Regions from separate parts of the Pan troglodytes genome. Here region 1 is linked to region 2. A link is a contact called in public Hi-C data. All regions are on one chromosome and are shown on one strand. Each heading gives the region's core, a stretch centred on a gene start, on an enhancer-like site or on the middle of the called end of the contact. The rest is flanking DNA. Distances are from core to core; before and after follow the strand shown.

The links. Hi-C and Micro-C count contacts between places; a contact is called where the count stands out from the background.
Region 1: a contact with region 2 is called in a Hi-C map of induced pluripotent stem cells, with 2.4 times the contacts expected there. The contact joins the promoter of RHOBTB2 here to the enhancer-like site in region 2. A contact is called at or near these places in 3 of 7 Hi-C or Micro-C datasets (induced pluripotent stem cells and stem cell-derived neural progenitor cells) and 1 of 1 datasets of contacts at active chromatin or transcription factors (stem cell-derived excitatory neurons).

Annotation. Positions count from the first base shown.
Region 1 is chr7:31,327,374-31,330,861 of NHGRI_mPanTro3-v2.0_pri, reverse strand. It overlaps RHOBTB2 (Rho related BTB domain containing 2), which reads right to left and starts at 1,782. Exons shown (of 10, transcript XM_519653.8): 1 at 1,214-1,782.
Region 2 is chr7:30,955,225-30,958,774 of NHGRI_mPanTro3-v2.0_pri, reverse strand. All of the region lies in intron 7 of BIN3 (bridging integrator 3), which reads left to right. Among named protein-coding and RNA genes, the nearest start is that of CCAR2, 23 kb to the right of the region's middle. Within about 2 kb of position 1,329, at least 3 of the 24 cell types and tissues checked have an H3K27ac peak or open chromatin away from gene starts, as enhancers often do. A contact at or near this core is called in induced pluripotent stem cells, where this site is marked.

The DNA of each region.
Region 1 (3,488 bases), core at 533-3,032, 370 kb before region 2:
CTCTGGCTCTCTCTTCTTCCCTGACTCCAGACTCTCCCTCACAATTGCCTCATCCCCACTCAATCAACCTCCATAAACTATGACCTCCTCACCACCCAGCCCTGGGCATCACAACCCCCAACTCACTCCTCTTCCATGACAATCGCAAAGTCACTGGCATGTGTTCCTTCCATCCCTGTCCCATGATCCCTGTGCCCCTCTCCAAAAACAGCCTCCTGCCCACCGCTCTCCCAGCTCTTTGTACTTGATGCAAGCCAAAACCCAAGGTGTGCTGAAATTAGCTACAAACCTCGTGCTCTCCCAGTCCCACCCCCACACCCCTACACACACTCTTTGCAGAGCTCAGAAAGGGCCCCTTTCCCTCCCACAGCTGATAGGAGGCTTGTTCATCTGTGGCTGCCCTAGTCTGGTTGTCAAGGAAACAACAGAATCTCCCTGGGAGCCTGGCTTGTCTCCTAGCAACCAGTATCCCACATCATCTTACAAAATGGGAAAGGGAGGAAAATCCTGAAAATGAAGGTAAAATCAAGGGAGATGGATTGAATGGAGAATTGGAAGGAGAAGAACAAAGAGAGAGTGGACTCCGAATTCGGGGAGGCTCCCACGGGGGTCGCTGGCATTGCAAGAAGCCCCGTGCAGATCCAACAGAAAGCAAGGCCCAAAGGGACCCTGAATGGTCAGATTAAAGAAATGCAAGCCTAAACACAGATAAGCCCCCTCAAACCTAAAATGTGGACACATCACCAAACACCGCCAAGGATCTCCCCAGTAGTTTCACAGAACTCAGTTACATAGACTGCAATGGAGTTGAGTTCAAAGAACCAGCTCCAGAACCGCCAGCAAAACACCCCAATTCCACTGTTGTTTTGTGTTTGTTTTCTTAACAGAATCACTCCCACCACTCTGGACTGTTTTTCCTTTTTTCTGACACGCTACTCTGCACACACACAAAATAGAAATTAAAAAAATTTTAAACATCGAGAAGGGGGAGGGGCACGACACGCCGAGGCAATCAAGTCATCTTCCTTTCCCTAAAAACACCGGAAAGGATTAGTCTCCAGCCCCACTGTACCCAGCAGCCGAAGCCAGAGCCCAGGGACTAGCGGGGCCCGGGGAACGTAGCGAGGGGCGCAGCAGGGCAGGGAGGGCGGCGCGGCGCGTCTGCAAGGGCTGCTGGCCACCCCGCCATAACCGCAAGCAGCCATCTACTTACACCACTACATGTGACGGGGTGGCTTCTAGCGTGAGGAACACATCTCTTCCTGCTGAGCACGCTCATTTTAGTGAAATGTCAGGGGTCCCTCCGCGCCTGCAAGTTGGGACGACGCCGGCGCCGCCGCGCTGCTGCTGGGCTCCAGCCTCCCGGCCAGCTCGCGGCCACTCAGAAACTCCGGCAGGGCAGCCCAGGCCGGACGTGGGCCCAGGAGCGGACGCGCGCGCTGCACTGCAGCCGCTGCCCCTTCCGGATCAGCATCGCCCCGCGCCCCAGGCGCCCAATGTCACGGCGGCGCGCGGAGCCGGGCTGCGGAGGCTGCGGGCGCCGCGCAGGGGCGCCGGGAGAGGGGCGAGGTCGCCGCCGCTACGCGCCCGGGCCCGCGGCGAAGGCGCTGCCGCGAAGACGCCTGGCGCTGCAGTCCCAGGTACCGCTCGCGACCTCCTTTTTTCATTCACAAAAAAAGGATAGGGGAAAAAAAAAAGAAAAGAAAAAAACGGGAGGGTAAAAAAAGGAGGAGAAAAAAATCGCACCCAAGACGACAGCCGTGACGGGCCCCGCCCACTGCCGCGCGCAGTTGGTGGAAAGCGTTCGGGGGGCGGGGAGGGGGCGGGCGGGGGAAGAAGGGGATTGGACGCCCCGCAGACCCCGCCTCGCAGCACCGCTCCCGCCCACCGCCCGCGCTCTTCCGCCCCTCCCGCAGCGACGCCGCGGGGAGGGTCTCGGCTCGCGGGTCTGGGTGGCGCCGGTCCCTCCACCTGGCGAGGCGCAAAGGCTCTCCGGACGCCCACGGGGTTTTCCCCTTTCCTTCGGGAGGCGGGGGAGAACCTCTGAGAGGCATCCTAGTGCACCCTGGAAGGGATGCTGGTTGGAGGAGAACGTGTGGTTGTAAGCCCAGCCCCCCACCAGTTGCCCACGGGGAGGCGACGGCAGGGGCAGTCGTGGGGGCGGGGGGCGGGGGGTGGGTAGGGACGAATAACCGGCGTTTCCATACAAGTCCTCTGCTGCCTTGGGAATTTTCGTGGCACTTGAGAGCCTTCCTCCCTCCATGGCCCTTAATGAGTTGTGGGGTGGGTACCTGTACCAGGTTACCTGTCTCCCACCTAGGCCTTCTTCAGCGGGTCCCCACCTCCATCCCACCCCCCTCCTGTTGCCTCCTGGAGTTCAGTAATAGCTGCTAATCTCTGAAAGAAACACCATGAAGTGAGTAGCCTCAAAAATCGTCCCTAAGCCTTCTTTGGGTTCTCTGCCTCAATTTACCCCTCTGTAAAATAGAGAGATTCTAAGGTATAACATCTATAACCTGAGGGGTCCCTAGAAGACACTTTCCATATTCAAGGCTGGTTTTATCAGGATAATCTTTTTTTTTTTTTTTTTTTTTTTTTGAGTCTCCCTCTGTTGCCCAGGCTGGAGTGCAGTGGTGCAATCTTGGTTCACTGCAACCTCCGCCTCTTGGGTTCAAGCAGTTCAGCCTCAGCCTCCCGAGTAGCTGGGACCACAAGTGCACGCCACTATCCCCAGCTAATTTATGTATTTTTAGTAGAGACGGGGTTTCACCACCTTGGCCAGGCTGGTCTTGAACTCCTGACCTCGAGTGATCTGCCTGCCTTGGCCTCCCAAAGTACTGGGATTACAGGCGTGAGCCACCATGCCCAGCCAGGATGATCTTGACTGCTAGTGTTAAGTAGTCAGCTCAGTCTGGTTTGATTCATCTCCTCAGTTACCTCTGGACAATTTTTAAAGCCCAGACCGGCATGCCACCCACCTGAACCGCCTCCACCACTCCTCCATCTTGTGCTCTGAAAATGCAAATCCACTCTAATATTAGTTTATGCAAAATATGATTAGGAAGAGAAATTTACTGCCAAAAGAAAGCCGGGTTAAAAATGAATTTTGTGTTGTCTGAAGCCTGCTTCTCATCTGTGAATGCATATACTTGGAAGCTGTCCCTCAAGGTGTTTGTGATCAACGTGCCTACCTACCTGGTCAATGTACAGGAAGTGCTCAGTTGTTGGAGGATGCTTCTCCCACCCCTTTCTCAATCTACTCAGAGCTAGCCAAGAGGTTAACAATGACTGACAGTGCTACTTACTTCTCATTTCTGGTTAGAAATCACCCTCCATAAACCAGAAAGTACTTATTTGAATACATATTTAGGAGAGAAAGTAAACCATGCTCACACATGTTCTTCCTCCACATGTTTGGCATTGAAGAGCCTTACCCTATCTTCTGTGTGCCAAAGAGCCCCTGCGCCAGAGAAAATCATAACATGAGC
Region 2 (3,550 bases), core at 80-2,579:
TGCTCCTGAGGGCTCCAGAGTACCCACATGGCCCAGGCGAGCTCAGGGTACCCCTGCCACCACCCCCTTCCCACCCCACCCAGCAACCGCCGCTGTTCTGGTGGTCATTTGACCGCTTCCTCCTGATTGAGAGCCACTGGGGCCAGGGCTTGCTGAATGGAGCTAGCAGAGATCTTGGCCATCCCTCAGCGGACATGAGCAAGGCCTTTCATCTTGCCCCGCCGGATTGGGAGAGCAGCTGCCTGCAGCACTCGGCTTTGGAAACGTGGGGGTGGCCGCACACAGGGAGGGGCGTGGCAGCGGGGTCTGGCCCGGGAAGGTCCCCTAGCTTGTGACCTGTTGGGGTCAGGAATGCTTCTGTGAGACTCATCTTCTGTTGGGCAGGCCCTGGTCAGTGATCAGACAGGCCTATTCCCTCGGTCCCCAGGGCGGGGAACAGGCAGAGCCGTGCCTTAAAGCCCCGAATCACTTCATCTTCCCTGGCCTCTCTCGAGCAGGCTGTGACCTAGAAAGCTCCTGTTCGCCCAGCTGCACTTCCTTGCCTCTTCTGCGGTGGTCCCAGGCAGTGCCTTGCCAGGGCCGGGTAATGAGGCTCTGCCTAATTATCACTGGCCTGGCCCAGGGCCCACACGGCAATGAGAGGATCAGTTTTTGATCCTGCAGCCCCTGGTGTTTCGGATTGCTGAGCTGTTCGTTGACTGTGCAGGCCTGAAGTATGGGATTAGGAAAAGGCCCGCCTGACCCTAGCAAGCTCTTGTTTCTAAGCCAGGACCGTGGAGGCTCAGCGAAGGCAGGGAGGGAAGGGACTGTGCCTCCGGCTCTGGCCCTGGCCCCCCAGCCTCCCCAGAGTGGGCATCCACCACCCCCTGCCTGCTGGGGACAGTGCAGCCCCATGCCACAGGGTTGCATAGGGAGCTGGGGTGCAGAAAGAGCTCCGTGGCTGTGGGTTTTGGTCCTGGGCTTCGGGACAGACTGTTCAGGGCTGGTTGGGAAGGACACAGACTGAGCAGACCCTGCCCACAGACGGCTTTTCTGTGCCAGGGCCACAGGGGTCCCAGAGACGGACACAGAGGCTGCCACAGGCACCCATGGCTGGTAGAATGAGGCAGGGACTCAGAGAACTGGGGAACTGACTCCCACCTCAGTTTCAGTATCAGCAAGGCGCCCTTGAAATCTGATCCCTGACTTCTGAAGCCCAAATGGAGAGAAACCCCGGCCACTTCCCACCACCCTGGTGGCCCACCACCTGCCAGGAAGGTGGGGGCGTGGCAGAGGGGGCGCACATCTCCGCAGCGGATCCGCTGACCTCTGCATGAGCCCTCAGGCCTGCCTGGCTGGCTTCTCCCTGCATCCCCACAGCTGACATACGATCTCCCCCAACCACATAAAACCGCGCAGCCTACAGCCTCCTCCCATTGGCTTCCTCTTGCCAGAAGAGAAGCTCCCAGGGACCCCAGCACCGGAAACAGGAAACTCCAGCTTTCCTGTCCTCTGATGAAGATCACGGCCACATGGCCACCCCACCGCCCCCAGCCTCCCTGCAGGGGCTCGGCCTCTAATCCCCAGTCTCTGGGCCGCATTCACATGTCGGATGGGGATGCTTTCAATTTCCCTTTCCTGGTGGGTGGAAGCTCCCGGCTGCGTGGGCACAGACCAAGGCATGGCAGGCATTCCCCACCAGTGCTGGCTGCGCCCAGCCCACCTCCCAGCCGGCCTCGCTCACCTTCCCTCTCCTTCTCCTCTTCGCCCCTCCCATCCCCAGGGGAGTGAGTTTGATATTGAGCCTTAGGACAGACAGGAATTGGGCAGTGATCATGGGTAATGCTTTCATCACTGGCCTGGGCCCAGCCCAGCCCCCTTCTTTGAGGATAAATGTAAAACAGACTTCAGGAGCTTACAGTTTAGTGGAAAGCCACAGCGTGTTCTCAGGTCAGCGGCCAGGTGTGGCAGCTGCCAGCGTGGTGCAGGACCATGGAGCGGGGCATGCTCGGTTGGCTGTCTGACCTGCCCCCACCAGGCCTCGGAGGCTGTTTCCTCACATGTGGAAAGAGAGAGCCAAACTGACTTCTCATAATGGGACAGTCAGCACCTAGGAGTGGGAGAGGAGGTTTTGGTGGGCTGAGGTGGGCAGGGAGAGAGGAGGGGTGAAGTGCGCTGGAACAGCAGAGTGGAGCCTGGGTCCTGGCTTCACGCCTGGGGACAGGCTCCCCCAATGTGGTTGGGTAGAGTCAGCAGGGCCTCTATGGGGTCCCAGGGACATATCTGGGAGGGGCTGGCACAGGCGCCCAGCCTGTGCATGTCTCCACCTCCCCTGCCAGCAGCCTGAGCCCTGACCTGAGATCCCACACAGCACCATGGCACGTCCACTGTCCACCCCGGGGCTTTGGCAAAGTCTGTTCTGTTGCTAAGAAGTAGAAAACGGGGAGATGGGGCCTCAAAGGGTCAGTGACCAGGGCAGATGTGACAGAGTCCTGGTCCACTACTCTTCAGCCACCTTGGCACAAGCTGCGCCCTGCCCTGACTGATGTGAGTTCCCACTGAATGTAGAAAGGTGTGACACCTGTCCCTACCCCTAGGGAATCCCAATCCCAGGACCCAACCTCCCCCCACCGTGGTTGTAATTTATCAGCAATCACCTCCAGTGGCCTGAGCAGGCAGAGCCTCTTGGTGGCTAAGGGGTGCTGTCATGGGAAACGGAGGTTTTCATGGTGAAGACATGCTCTTCCCACAGGGGCAGGCGGCCTGCAGAGGCAGGCGGTCTTGGTTCCAGGGGGCTGGCAGGAGCCCATGCAGCCAGGTGGCCACCTGGAGACACCACCGCGCCATCCCCCGAGGAGCTCTGTAACCCGGCCTCCCTCACCCCCGCTCGGCACTCCGCTGTAGTCAGTGCTCCTGGTGGCTCTGACTCTGGCACAGGAAATAATAAGCCCCAGCCGACAGCTGTGGGAAGGGGGCTATGAGAGTGCCTCAGGGGATGTTGGGGGGTCAGGCTGCTGGAGCAACGAGCATACGGCTCCTCCCATCCTGCACCGTGGAAGGCACCTTGCGCACACACGGCTTCACGCTGTGATGCCCTCCTTCCTGAGGATGTGAGCTCAGGGTGGTGGGATTGGGGCCAGGGCCAGAGAGCTCTCCACCTGCTGCCTCCTGCCGGCCTCTCATCCTTGCCCTGTCCCAGTGCCTGCACCTACCCGGCAGCTCCCAGGCACCCACAAGGCCCAGGCACTGGGACCATCCAAGCAGCAGGTGGCTTCTAACACAAGGATCAGGGCGAGGACCAGGGTAGCTGCCGGTGGTCCCTTGGCCATTTGCGGGGGAGGGAGAGGTGGCCTGGTAGCCTCTCAGGCCCAGCTGCACCTGCTGCCTGAACACGTGCCTCTCAGCTGCCCAGGAAGGGGGCAGGGCTCCCCAGCAGCTGCAACTCCACCACGCAGCTGCCCTGGGCAAAGCATCAAGTCTAGCTCCTCCCAGCGGTCTCACCCCAGCCCACGCCATGGGCGACTATGAATCCTGGTGGTGTCTGCTTCCCACCCTCAGTTCCGTAGTGCTG